Linked DNA regions of Sus scrofa: region 1 is linked to region 2. Evidence: chromatin contacts called from public Hi-C data. All regions are on one chromosome and are shown on one strand. The core of a region is the stretch at or near the end of the contact, and the rest is flanking DNA. Distances in the headings are between cores, read along the strand shown.

Region 1 (7,468 bases), core at 3,052-5,551, 78 kb after region 2:
GCCTACGCCAGAGCCACGGCAATGCGGGATCCGAGCCGCGTCTGCAACCTACACCACAGCTCACGGCAACGCCGGATCCTTAACCCACTGAGCAAGGCTAGGGATGGAACCTGCAACCTCATGGTTCCTAGTCGGATTCGTTAACCACTGAGCCACGACGGGAACTCCTCTGGGTGTGTTTCTTAATTCTGAAAGTAGTATCGACGTGCAATGCAGTAAGGACCATCATACCAAAATCATGGAAGCAATTCCTGTCAGTGGAGGTGAGGTCTTTTCCAGCTTATTTGTTTCTTTCTTTTTAGAGCCACACCTGTAGCATATAGAAGGTCCCAGGCTAGGGGTCAAATCAAAGCTGCCAGCCTATGCCACAGCCACACCATGCCAGATCCGAGCAGCTCGCACAGCACTGGATCCTTAACCCACTGAGCAAGGCCAGGGATGGGAACTGCATTCTCGGGGATACTAGTAGGGTTCATTACCACTGAGCCACCACAGGAACTCCTTTTCCAGCCTTTTGCTGATACAAAAGGCAGCAAATATCCTGAGTAGGACAAAGTTCCTGAAGCAGGTTTCCTGGGTCAAAAGGGTGAGATTTGGGGGTCCTGTAGCACATGCCTGGCCCTAACCCATTTATACTCCTACAGACACGTGTGCTTATGTCACACACAACCCCCCCCAGCCATGTGTAAGCAAACTCTTGATGTTTGCTAATCTTGATCTTGGGCACAGAGTCTCATCCGATTTTTAACCCAGTGTCACCTGCGTGAGATGGAGCACTTTGGCAAACCTACACAGGCTGTTGCTATTTCCTTTGCCTCAAAGCACTCACGGCTCCTCAGTTCCAGGCACTGAGTTACACACTCAATATCTGTCCTCAGAACTCCCTGTGGGAGGGACTCTGGCCCCCTTTCACAAGCTATGATGGAGGATCCCTTCCCCAGGTAGGTGATGGAGAAGAGTGGGGAAGTCACCTGGACCTGGGTGAGGGCTTAACCTCCCCTCCAGCTCTGATGTCCTCTGACCCCAAGGCAGGGCTGAGCCCTGGAGTTCAGGTGGGACTTCTAGAGACTTGAGTCCTTGCAGGGTGAGTTTCTTGCCCCTGATGTCCCAGCTCTTGGCCGTCCCTGGGCCTCTCCCTTTTCCTGTTTTGATGCTGGCTCAGCCAGGCCCGGAGACAGGGGTATGATATCTTAATCTTCCAGGCGGGAGCCATGATGGATTCCTGGGTCACCTCACCCACCTGCCGACCTGCCTCTTTCCCCACACACACATCTGCTCCCCCTGGTGCTCAATGCAGGGGTTATTGAGCCCCAGCACTCTTGAGTGGGAGGGATCCCACCAGGGCCCCCACCTTATCCTCAAGATAGCAGGTAGGGTGGGGACCCTGGTTGCCCGCTCTGGGCTTGGCCCTGGCTGCCGCCACAACACTCATAAATCAGGGGGCGGAGGGGGTGTCGGAAATAGGTCTGGAATGTCTGGATGGGGTGTTGGGGGGTGTGTGCGCCCTTAACTCTTAGAAGGATGGTGTGTGGGGCAGGAGCAGGGCTGCCTGGGCCCAAGGTGTGGTACGTGGGGGCCCTCGTGCAGCCGGCAGCGAAGAGGTTACCTCTCTGGCTCAGGCAGGGGGATAAATTGAGGGCCGGGGCATCCCCATCTTCAGGACCTGCCCATCATCATGGCCATGGGAAGAGTCATGCTCAGCTTGCTGCTACTCCTGATCCTGCATTTGGACCTTGGCGGGGACCCTGGGGCCTGGGGGACTCCAGTGGTGGAAGGAGAGCTCTCATCCCAGCCAGCAGCAGACAGAGGGATCCAGAGGACACAGCTGGGTAAGCACCCCCAGAACCCTGTGTGCTCCCCAACTCCTTCTTGCCCAGACCCTGACTATCAGTTGCTCCTCGTCCCCACAGGCGCCCGCCTGCCCCGAGCCCTGGCTGGCCCATGCCAGTTGTGGAGCCTGCCCTTGCCCGTGGCCGAGCTGGGCTTGGGCTACACCTCAGAGGAGATGGTCATCTTCCACTACTGCGCTGGCAGCTGTCCCCGCGGTGCCCGCACCCAGCATGGCCTGACATTGGCCCGGCTTCGGGGCCAGGGCCGAGCCCATGGTGGGCCCTGCTGCCGGCCCACCCGCTATGCCGACGTGGCCTTCCTCGATGACCGACACCGCTGGCAGCGGCTGCCCCAGCTCTCCGCAGCAGCCTGTGCCTGCAGCGACTAAAGATGCCGGGCCTGGGGCCCTGCACCCACTGGAGGAGCTCTGCTTATTATTGGAGACTTGGATGCTGAGAAGAGAAGGGGAGGTGGGCTGGGGCTGCCAGCAAGGGGCACAATAAAGGAAACTGCTCCTCTGGCCCCATGACTATGTGTTGAGCTGGGGGAGCTCCTGGTGGGTGTGGTGGGGTCCTGGGCTTCCCCTGCAACTCCAGCCCCCCACCAACAGGCAGGAAGGCCAGCTTGTCCATTCTCCAACTTTATCCACTAAACACAGGTGTCTTATGAAGCTTCGAGAAGGTCAGCAGGCTGGGGGTGGCTGCCGGGGCTCCCCTGATCCCATACCCTCAGGGAGGGAGCGGCAGATCACTGAGATGCGTCGGCCTCGGGGAATCCGACGCTCTCCAAAAAAGGATTCTTCATCCCGAAGGATCTCATGGGAGAAGTCGTAACGGGCCGAGTCCCTGCAAGACAAAACAGTATGGTGGGTGGGCTGGTGGCAGCCCCTAGTCCAGGCAGAGTGCCTGCCAATAGGGGGTGGAGTTTGCTGTGAGGGCTGAATGACCAAAAGTGCTGGGTGGGTGTCTCAGGAGTTACTGGTAGGGTGGGGGCTCCTTGGGTGCCGGTACCTAAGAATGTAGAGGGAGCCTGGCTCCAGCAGGAGTTCCAGCCACTCCCCTGGCTCCTGAGTGTGCACCAGCCGCATGACACTGGGAGACAGCAGGGACAGGCCGGCAATGGTGGATCCGCAGAACTGGAAGAGGGAACATGGAGGGTAAGTCAATCTTTGGCTTGGCCGGCTCACGCCCAGCTGGGAGCTCTAAGGCACGGGTCTCTGCCCACCTTGATGCTGTCTACGTGTGGCTTGATGTAGCCCCGAGGTTCCAGGTCCAGCACGTGCACTGAGGAGAGCAGGCTCTGGCCAGGGCCAAAAGCGGCCGCCTGCACACGCTGCAGGATGACCCTGCTTGCCTCTGACCAGCGTGACTTCTCAGTCTCTCGGAAGCCATGGATGGCCTGCCCAGAGAGCTAAAGTCAAGGCTGGAAGCTTCCAGGGAGAACAGGGAAACTGAAGTATGGGTTTGGGGCTGGGGGTGGGAAGGAAAAAGCTGGTGGAAGTACAAAGCAAAGGGCTGGTTTTCCCAGCAGAACACTTGACCCCACCCTCAATTCACAACCTTGACCCTATCAACCTGATGATCCTGGGTCTCAAAACCCAACCCCTGCCCCATCTAGCTGGCCTCAGTCCTTTCTATCCACCCTGAGGCTTCAATTCAGTCCCAGATCCCGGCCCCATTGCTGGCCAGTCCCCGATATTCACAGTTTGATCCTACCCAACACCAGTTCCCTGGTCTTCAACCCCAGCCCCTGACTTTCCATCATCTCGCTCCACACCCGTCCCCGTCCCTAACTTTGGTTCTGTCCTCCAAACACCCCCTAGTTCCAGGTTCTGCCTTTAGTTCTGGCCCTTGCTGTCATTTTCCAAAACTGTTTAGGTGCCCCTAAACCCCTCCAAGCTTCAAGACTCCGCCCCCCACCCCAGGTCCCGCCCACAACAGTAGCCCTGAACATCCAGCGCTCCACTCTTCCCACCCATAACGCCCCAGGCTCCGCCCCTCCGTAGCTCCGCAGTCCGGCCCCCCAGCGCCGCCAGCCTCACCGCGTCCCAGTGGTCGTATTCGTATCGGCGACGGCGTAGCTCAGGTTCCAACTCGCGGCTCAGTGTCTCCTCTTCGGCCGCGCTCAGGAAGCCGGGCCGCACCACAGCGGCGTCCCGCAGGCGGCTAAGGAGAGCCGGACCCGAGCCCCTCACCCAACCGTGTCCAGACAGCGTTCGCAGCGCCAGCTGCCCGCCCCCTGCCATAGTTCCGTAGCCGGATCTTGGAAGCGGCGGGGGGTCAGGGCCACGCCCTAGCCCCAGAACCATTGGCTGTGGCTGCTTGGAGTCCCTCCAGTGATTGGTTTCCCTTAGAGTCCCGCCTCTCGCTCAAGGCTACTGGTTATTACTCGGCTGGGCGTCCCAAACTGTTGGCTCTCCCCAGAACCCGTCTCCTCTCCTGCCCTATTGGACGCCATCGACCGCTGTAACTCAGACTACTGGCTGTCCGTCCTTCAGGGGGCGGAGGCGGGGAGGGGGAAAGGGGCAAAGGCGAGATCTGGCTTGGGGTCAGAGGTCAGGGGTCATAGAAGGATTGGGCCGAGGCTATGAAGTCGGCCAGGTCTGGAGGATGCGGGTAGAGTACAGTCGGGCTGAGATGTAGGGGTCAGGGGAATGACCTCCAGCCTATGATTATGGGCTGGGGCCAGATTTGTGGAGTTAGGGGTTTCAGCCAAAAGTCAAAACGAAGCACGTCCCGTTACCCCCTCTCTACTGGGTCATTCCCACCCGCATACGGGCTGGCTCCCATCTTAAAAGCAGGATATAAACAAAAAATCCCCTTCCTTCAGTGACAGAATTGGCATGACACCATTTTGCAGCCCTATTGGACTATTGGTGGATATAGACAGAGACCAAACAGCTCCTAACATCTTGAAAAGAGGGGAACTGGATTTAATGTGCCTCCTGCTGGCAGATCACTTGCCAAAAAGCAGAACCTGAATCCCATCACACTTGTCTAGATTCATACACTGGAAATATCAAGGACAGGACCCAATCAACAAAAACCAGAAAGTGGGAAAGTCCACAGGACAAAGGACCCTGCTTCTCCAACAAGTGAATTTCAAGGAAAGAGAAGAAAAATAGGGAGAGATTGAGAAATTAACGGGAAACCTGCAGTTACAGGACACTTAGAGATCTATCCACCAGTGGTGATGTATGGACCTTAGTTTGATTCTGATTGGAACAAACTAAAAAATAGACAACGGGGGAAATTTGGACATTGGCTGAATATTCACCCGTGGTAAGTATTTTTCCTTTTTTAGGCTTGAAAATGGTATTGTGGTTGTCATTTTAAAAATTCCTTTTATTTACTTATTTGCAATTAACTTTTTTTGAATGAAAGATTCTTTATTGTTTGTTTGCTTATTTATTTATTTATCTTTTTAGCGGGGGCACCCGCGGCATATGGAGGTTCCCAGACTAGGGGTTGAATTCGAGCTGTAGCTGCTGGCCTACACCACAAGCACAGCCACAGCAACGTGGGGTCTGAGCTGTATCTTCGACTTACACCACAGCTCATCAATGTCGATCCTTAACCCACTGTGCAAGGTCAGAGATTGAACCTTTGTCCTCATGGATGCTACTCAGATTCCACTGAGCCATGACTGGGAACTCCTGAAAGATTCTTTAAATTCTGTAGTGCTTTACAATTTCCAAATTTTCACACACACACACATGATTTTACATAATCCCATAATAACCCCCTTTTCTCCCTCCCCTGTCTTGCCCCACCCCCCTCCTCCTCCCCACTGGTAACCACTAGTTTGTTCTCTTTAAGTCAGTTTCTTTTTTGTTTTATTCTCTAGTTTGTTGTATATTTTAGATTCCACATGGAAGTGATATCATACAGTATTTGTCTCTCTGACTTAATTCACTTTGCATAATGCCCTCCAAGTCCATCAATGTTGCTGAAAATGACAAAATTTCATTCTTTTTAGCGGCTAAGTAGTATTCCATTATATATACACCACGTCTTTATGTATTTGTCTGTTGATGGACACTGGAAACTTAGACTGCTTCCATATCTCGGCTGTTGTAAATAATGCTACTGTGAATATAGGGGTGCATGTATCTTTTCTAATTAGTGTTTTTGTTGTGGGTATATACCCAGGAGTGGAATTGCTGGGTCATGTGGTAGTTGTGGTAGTTCTGTTTTCAGTTTTTTGAGAAATAAATATTCCTTATCCTTCAGAAATACATACTGAAATAGATGAAATGAAAAGCTGGGATTTGCTTCAAAGCAATCCAGGGCTGGGGGCCGGAGGGGATCGAAGAATCACAATCAGCCTTGAGCTGGTCATTGTTGACTTGGTGCAATGGGTACTTGAGACTCATTATCCTAGTTTCTCTGCTTTTGTGTGTATTTTAAGTTGTGTGGAATGCAAAGTTCAGCCAAATGTAACCAATGAATGAAGCCAAATTAAAAAGTCCTCTGAATTTAAAAAAAACAAAACATTGACCTCAGTACTCTTCAAAGACAGACCCATGTTTTCTGCTCTCCTCGACAGCAAAATTCCTCGAAAGATTTGTCCAGCTCCGATATTTTCCCACCCCGTCTCTCTGGGTCCACTCCAATCTGGCTTCTGGCCCCTGCAGCACTGAATTGATATTTAGCGCCACTAGTGATCACTGTGCCAAATGCCAGAGCCTCCTGCATTTTTATTCCCAACCCTGACCCCAGACTTACCCATCCCCTGGGATGTCTGAGGCTCATCAGACATCAACCCCTGCTCTTGGCCCATCCTGCCTCTCCTTCTAGCTCTCCTGGTTTCATCAGGGAAAAATATCTCATCTTTCTAGCTGCCTTGGGCCTTGTAGTTTTTGGAGATTACTTTCTCTCTCAAATCTCATACTATGCCTGTCAGCCCTGCCTTTAAAACCTGGCCGGGAGTTCCCTTCGTGGCTCAGTGGTAGCGAATCCAACTAGTATCCACGAGAATGTGGGTTCGATCCCAGCTTCACTCAGTGGATTAAAGATCTGGCGTTGCTATGAACTATGGTTTATGTCTCAAACAAGGTTCAGATCTGGCATGGCTGTGGCTGTGGCGTAGGCCAGCAGCTATAGTGCCAATGGAACCTCTAGCTTGGGAACTTCCATTATGCTACAGGTTCAGCCCTAAAAAGAAAAGAAAACCTGGCTGGAATCTGACCTGTCTCACCGCATAGCTGGGGCCACCAGCCTTCCTCTGGATTATTCCAGATCTTCTGGCTGGTCTCCAGGTTTCTGCGCTTGCTGTACTCCACCCACAATTCTGTGCATCCTCTTTTGTTCTTCTTAAATCCCCGTGGGGCATCTCCCTCCTTGCTAAGACCTACCAGGCCTTTTTTGATCTGTGCTTCTCCCCTTCCTGCTCGCATCTCCTCCACTCTCCCCCTCACTCACTCCACCTGCATGCCAGCCACAGTACTGTCCCAGGGACTTTGCATGTGCTATGCCCTCTGCCTGGACTGCTGGATCCCAAGACAGCAAGCTATCCCCCCCCAACACCCCACCCCACATCCTTAGGGTCTTTGCTTAAATGTCACTTTATCAGCAAGGCCTTCGCAGGCTACCCCTAAAACTGTCTCTCTCTCTCTCTCTCTCTCTCTCTCTCACTC
Region 2 (6,626 bases), core at 3,289-5,788:
CCCACAGCCAGGAGCAGGGCGGCCAGGAGGGAGAAGACCACAATGATGGCAGTGATGGCCTCCTGAGACTGTGGGAGAGGGGAGAGGTGTGACCCACCTGAACCTGGGTCTCCTGTCCACCCCCACCTGAGAATCAGCTGGGGAACCCTAATCCCTTCCCCCCACACCTGCCACTTTTGCTGATGGGGTTCCTCTATCAGGATTCCTGATCTCCATCAATCACATCTGGTCCTGGACTCCCCCATCTGCCATGTCTGGGGTCCACCCGAAGCACCTGCCACATCTAGTTCCTAGCTCCCCCCTACCCCCTGCATGAGAGGCATATGAGGCTCCTGACTCCCCACTCTTGCTATGTATGATATTCTCTCTTTTTTTTAATGGCTGCACCCGAGGTACATTGAAATTCCTGGGCTAGGGATCCAATACAAGCCACAGCTGCAGCAACATCCAATCCTTAACCCACTGCACTGGGCCAGGGATTGAACCCAGGCCTCAGCAGTGACCCAAGCTGCTGCAGTTGGATCCTTAACCCGCTATGCCAGAGTGGGAAGTCCCCGTGTACGGTATTCCTGTCCACCCCTTCCTGGGATTCTTGGCCTCTCCATTTGCCATGCTGGAATCTGGTCTCTCCCACTTAGGGTCCTCCAATGCCCTCCTCCACAAAAACTTAACCAGCTACCTCCGGGAGTCTAGGCCCCTCCACCTGCTAGAGAGGGACTCCTGAATAACACATCCCTGCCGCCCTTCTGCACGTACACCCCAACTCACCAGGCCCCCACTGGAGCCAGAGCCGGCGGCGGAGGGTGTAAAGGAGCTGCTTGCATTTGCAGGGGAGACTGATGCTGTGGGAAGGGAGGGAGGAGAAAGGGTAGAGAAGATGAATGAATCTCCATCTACCCTTTCCATCTTGAGACGTCTGCATCTTCCTTGGGCATCCCCTCATCAGACCTCTGCACTTCTGCGTCTTCCATTAGGTCAGTACCCTCCACACAGGGGCCACCCCCAAACCAGCAGTAAGTAATCAGCTAACAAGTTTGCAGTTAGCATGGAGTTGGGGGCTATTGTAATGGATGGTGTCCGGAAGCCCAACCCCACCTCTCCGGCCCTCCCTCTGCCCTTAAGGATCTGGGCGGATCCTGCCTTTCCCTGGAGTGTCTGACTCACACCTCCCCCAAGGCTCCCGAAACTGGACTAGAGGGCTCACTGAAAGGCAGGGTCCACACCTATGGTCAACCTGGGCTTGGAGCCCCAGGCAGGCCTCCTCCTGACTCCCAAGTCCCCCAAACTCTTCAACCATACTGAGACTCAGGCATGCAGGCCTCTTCCCCCAGCTCACCATTCCGCCCAACTCAGGAATTCTCCTAGGCCAGCTCTAACCATCCAAGGAAGAACTCAGAAATTCTAACCCCTCAGCCCTGACCCTGTAGAATCCTGCCCCCCAAGGCATTCTGTGTCAGCTCCTGGGTTCCTGACATCTCAGGGACCCAGGAACCCAGCGCTTCTAACCCCAGAGCCCAGCAACCCCAGCTGGTACCTACTTTGCCCCCAGACCCGGCCCCAGCGGGCCAGCAGCAGCGGCAGGCCGAGCGCCAGGAGCAGCCCCAGACCGGGGCTCGCCATGGGCCGGGCAACGAGCTGGTGGCACCAGGGACGGGGCTTGTCGCGCACACCACTCCTACCGCATCTCCGGCCGGGGATACCTTCGACCCCTCACCTGGGAGCAAAAGAAGGAGAAAGGCCGGGGCGTGGGGGAGGGGGCCAGACCCGGGCGCAGGCCCATGGGAGGGGCGACCCGCGCCGTGCACCCGGGAGCCCCGCCCCGCCCCCGTCGCCAGAGGTCAGAGATTAAAGATTAACTCGCGGCGGCGCGTTCCAGGGGCTGGGAAAAGGGGAGAGGAAAGGGGGAAAGGGCGGCAGGCCAAGCCTAGCGACTTGCCTCCCTACCTGGCCCGAGCGTCTTCAACCTCACTCAAGTTCCTGGTCCCGGTCCCTCTCTCGAACCCTCAGTGCGTCGGTCAGTGCTCGGTCGGACTCTTCCAGCTCCGCCCGCTCACGTGACCCGGAAAGTTTAGTCACTTACCTGGGAGGGGAGCGCACTTCCGGCTTATGCACCTGAGCCTAGATGAGAGGGCGGAGCCAAGCAGGGGCGGGGCCGCGCCACGGACGCACCTGTAACGGGAACCCAATCCTATTATTCGGAGGGAGTAACTAGGGGCGGAAGGGCGCAGGTGCAAAAGAGGCCTCCCACCACCTGCACTGAGGGCACCTCTGTAGAAGCATCCAGATGTGGAGACACCTGAGACTTGGAGACACTCCTGTCTGGGACAGACCGGGATAGGGGGCCTCTAATGAAAAAAACACCTGTGTGGGACACACCTGCATGGGAGTGAACGTGTATAGAAAACATCTGCACGGATGTGTAAGAATGTCTATTGGAGACTTCTGCTTTGAATCCTATCTATTTGGAGTATAGCTGAATGGAAGCATAGCTGTGTGGAAAATAGCTGTATAGAACACACTTGCATTATAACAAACACCTGGCTGAGGCACTTTGGCACCGGTTACATCTGCTTGGAGAACACCTCTGGGTGGCTCACCTATGAAATGAACAAGACTTGCATGAGAAATTTCTGTGTGAAAAGATGTTAGAGACACCTGTATGAGACACACCTGCATTTAAGTACACCTTCAGGGGACCCAGATCAATGGAAAGCCCCATATGGGTGAATACTTAAACAGAACACATCAGTGGTAGGGTAGGCCATATAATGCATACCTGGGTGGTGTAACACCTGTTGAGAAACATACCTGTGAGGTGAAGGAAAGAGACTTGCATGAGGGGAAGCTGGGTAAAACTGAGCTCGACTGAGATGAAGAGCTGAGAATGTCTGCATGAGGAACACTCACTGAAGCACAAGGTGGGGGGGGCGTGTGCATTAACGTCTACCTGTCAGGGATGTACCTGTGAGAAAACACTTGTTTAGGGCATCTTCGTGGGAAAATATCAGTATCCCCCGGATTGTAGGGCACCTTCCAAGAACCACCTGTGAATAAAAACATCTCTGAGGGGACTCTCTATAAAAGGCTTGTCTTGGACACACCTGTTTGAGCACACCTGTCTGGGCAGAAGCTTAGTGGAACCATATGTACCCTCACTGGCCATATATCTTGGGATAAAGAAGGGTGGTGATAAGACGACCCCCTTCTAGGGACTCTGGAGTGAAGAGTGATGGTTAAGGAAAAATTAATCCCTTCTAGGATACAGAGTATTGATGGGTAAAAATCTCAGGTCGGCTTAAAGCTCTGCCTTGCCCCTTACTGATCATGTGGACTGGGGCGACTGGCTTACCCTCCTGTTTCTTTATCTGTGTACTGGGAAAAACAGACCCACCTACTTTATAGGGATTTGACGAAGACGACTCGAGAAGTGAGTAAAAGGCCTGGCTTGTGCAACGCACTGAATCAGTGTTAGCTATTGTTGTAATTATTCGCCTTCAAAAGGTCTGGGCGCCCCTCCCCCTAATGGTGAATCGAGAAACTGCGCCCGAAACTAGTGGGAGGGACATTCGGCAGGTGCAGCGAGCGCGACAGACCGGTGCCCCGCCTCCATCGCTCGGCTATAAGGTCTTCATCCCCAGCTACTCCTAGGACTCTGAGATCTGCACCAGGAGAGTCGGGAGAAAGCAGACTGCTTGGTGTCCGGCCAAGGCCCCTTTAAGACTTTTGGGCGAGTCGGGGGCGGTGGGGCCCAAGGCAGCCCAGGGTCAGAGGGGAGGCCCCGCCTAGATGGGTGGGCAAGGCGGGACAGGCGGGCGCAGCTTCTGCGCTCTGGCCAATAGGAAACCGACTCCGCAGCCGCGCCGCGCGTTGATCTTCCGTTTCCCGGCCTGAGTGGGACCGAGAAAGGAGGCGCGCGGTCGAGATGAAAACACAGAGGGAGAGCAAGGCTTCGGCTTCTGTGGCCGGGTGGGGAATGTGAAATGAGCCGGCGGGCCGACGGAGGGCTAGATGGGGCAGAGTTGGTTCTTGAGTACGTCTAGGAAAAGCGAGAACGTTCGTTCCAGAAGAGGATTAGTAGAGGAGAGAGGTCAAGTGGAAAAGGATTACGTAACCCACTCCCTGACATCTCCCTACCTCGCCCCGTTGGGCAGAGGGTAAACTGAGGCATGCAGGAGCGGAACTCAGAAACCAGATCTGAAATCAATGATCTCTCTAGCCTCCCTTCCCAGAATGAACCCTGTTGCTCCCTAAACTGTGCTAACACCAGAGCATCCCTGACACCCGCCCCCCGCAACAGCTCCGCGCCCAGCCCCCTCCCCCAAATGCAGGTCGGGGGAGGAGACGCAAGTTCTGGCGCAGGCGGCGACAGCAAGCAGTCACCACCTCCTACAAGTGCGGGAGCCCGGCAGGCAGAGCTGAGGCTGAGGTAGCAGTGGCCGCGGAGCTGGCCCTGCGGGGTCCCGGGGGGGAGAGGGGGAGCCGTCAAGCCCCCGTTGAGGCCGCCGCTGCCGGGCCTCCCCTCCCCCCGGGCTGGCGCCATGCGGGGGGGCCCGGGCGATGCGGAGCGGCGTCAGCGCTGGGGTCGCCTCTTTGAGGAGCTGGACAGTAACAAGGATGGTCGCGTGGATGTCCACGAGTTGCGCCAGGGACTGGCCCGGCTGGGAGCGGGTGACCCGGACCGTGGCGCCCAACAGGTACCCCCTCTGGGACCCTCTCCTGGCTCGCCGCGCTGGGGCCCATTCCGAGCCGGGTAACCCGAGCCCCTGAATGGAGCGCCGGGAGCCGCCCTGGACCGCCTGTGGCTGGACTCCGGGACCTGTGACCAGCTTGGGTGTCTCGGTCCCTTCCCCCTGCCCGCCCGTATCCGGGCTTAACGGGCTCGCTCAAGACAGGGCCACTGAGGCCCCAGGCCTGCAGTTCCGCTGCCAAACTCGCCCGCCTCCTCCGTCGGAGTGGGGGATGACCTCCAGGGAATGGGACCACGTGTGCTTTCCTGCCCACTGCCCGGGACACACCCTCCTCTGAACTCTTTGCACAGCCCAAGACATGGCCTGCACCCCCCTCCAGTAGACACACTCTCCCCACCTTCCTTCCCTTCTCTGGGCACCCACTGTCCTCCTAGGCAGCAGCCCCAGCCTTTATGTTTACATTCCTTTCCTGGTCCTTTCCTGGTCCTGGCTGGATGCCCCAGGCTGTCCTAGTCAGGGACCCAATCCTCTCTGAGGTCGCCCCTCAGCTGGGGATACACATATCAAAGCAGGAACTCAACCCCCAGCGCATTCAGGTGTCCCCTCCACAACTGGAGCCCCGGATGCCACTGGACTGTCTCCAGAGATAGCATCTTGAGATCTCCATTCAACTTCCCACTTTACAGATGGGAAAAACAGAGGCCCTGTGGCTGCTCAGCTTGGCCGATGTGTCATTGTTCCACATTACCCAGAGCTCTCTCCAATGGGGAGCTCCTGGAACTGCTATGTGGATGCATTCTTATGAGACAGCTGGAAGGACAGGCTTTCAGAGATGAGAGCCCAAGTCCACCCACCCTCTTCCCAGCTCTGTAACCTTGAACAAGTTACTTGACCTTGGAGAGTCTCATTTTGCTCTCCAGGAAAACTGGACAATTACTGTCCACCTCATAGACCTACTGTGGCCTTGGGCATCTTGGGAGGGGGTGATTTCCCCACCCCAATCCTCTAGGTGCAGGGCTGGGGTGGGGGAGGCAAGGCAGCTGGGTTCCTGGGGCATAAGCTGGTCATGCACGTGCCCTCTAGATTGGGGAAGCAGCTTCCTGGAGCTCTTTCTGACCCTTCCCCCTCTGCCAGGGCATCTCCCCAGATGGAGGCCTTGACCTGGAGGAGTTTATCCTCTACCTGCAGGAGCGGGAACAGCGCCTGCTGCTTCTGTTCCATAGTCTGGACCGAAATCAGGATGGTAAGGCCCAGGGATGGGGCTGTGGGGGCCCCGGAGGAGCCAATGGGGTTAGAACTGGCAGCGCTGGGCGGAGGGGGGGAGGGCCGCTTCTTCCTGATGACTCACAGGCTATTTTGGGAGCTCTCCTCACCCCCAGCTAGGTAGTTCGGGGCCCAGCCGGCCTATCTCACCTCCTTTTCTTGCTGGGGTGGGACCTCTTTTATTTATTAGTCTTATTTTTTTGTGGGGGAGACAGAGATTCCCCCCCATATTGCTCCTGGATTCCCTATGAGATAGAGATATCCTATCACCGCTTCTGGGTGTCCAGTATTGCTTCTCAATCTCCTGCGGATTACCCCTGGATTCAGTCCTTCATTCATTCATCAAACAGAAGATCTCCCAGTGTCCAGTTTCACCTTTCTCATCCCAGTGGGTCAAGGACCCCCCCACACACAACCCTGCCACAAACCTCACCTTGGGTTCCTGGACCCCCTCGACTTATGAGACCGTCCCCATTCCAAGCTGTCCTGCTTCTCCATCTCAGGGTCCCCACTCACACCATTCCCCACCTTGGGTCCCCTCTCCAGGTCATATTGATGTCTCTGAGATCCAGCAGAGTTTCCGAGCTCTGGGCATTTCCATCTCACTGGAGCAGGCAGAAAAAATCCTGCACAGGTGAGTAGATGGGGGGTCCAGAATTCTAGGTCACTCAGACC

The links. Hi-C and Micro-C count contacts between places; a contact is called where the count stands out from the background.
Region 1: a contact with region 2 is called in a Hi-C map of skeletal muscle, with 4 times the contacts expected there. The contact joins the promoter of ALKBH7 here to the promoter of SLC25A23 in region 2. A contact is called at or near these places in 1 of 5 promoter capture datasets (liver) and 4 of 47 Hi-C or Micro-C datasets (liver and skeletal muscle).

Annotation. Positions count from the first base shown.
Region 1 is chr2:72,699,623-72,707,090 of Sscrofa11.1, forward strand. It overlaps ALKBH7 (alpha-ketoglutarate-dependent dioxygenase alkB homolog 7, mitochondrial), which reads right to left and starts at 4,302. Exons shown (of 3, transcript XM_013994719.2): 1 at 3,872-4,302; 2 at 2,841-2,965; 3 at 2,455-2,675. The coding sequence starts at 4,138. The coding sequence ends at 2,513. ACER1 (alkaline ceramidase 1) reads left to right here and starts at 4,981. Exons shown (of 7, transcript XM_021083989.1): 1 at 4,981-5,111. It overlaps PSPN (persephin), which reads left to right. Exons shown (of 1, transcript XM_021083991.1): 1 at 1-2,352. The coding sequence starts at 1,676. The coding sequence ends at 2,218.
Region 2 is chr2:72,621,176-72,627,801 of Sscrofa11.1, forward strand. SLC25A23 (solute carrier family 25 (mitochondrial carrier; phosphate carrier), member 23) reads left to right here and starts at 4,539. Exons shown (of 10, transcript NM_001246246.1): 1 at 4,539-4,694; 2 at 5,823-5,931; 3 at 6,498-6,585. The coding sequence starts at 4,539. CRB3 (protein crumbs homolog 3) reads right to left here and starts at 2,091. Exons shown (of 5, transcript XM_003123115.4): 1 at 1,945-2,091; 2 at 1,539-1,714; 3 at 769-842; 4 at 1-68. The coding sequence starts at 1,620.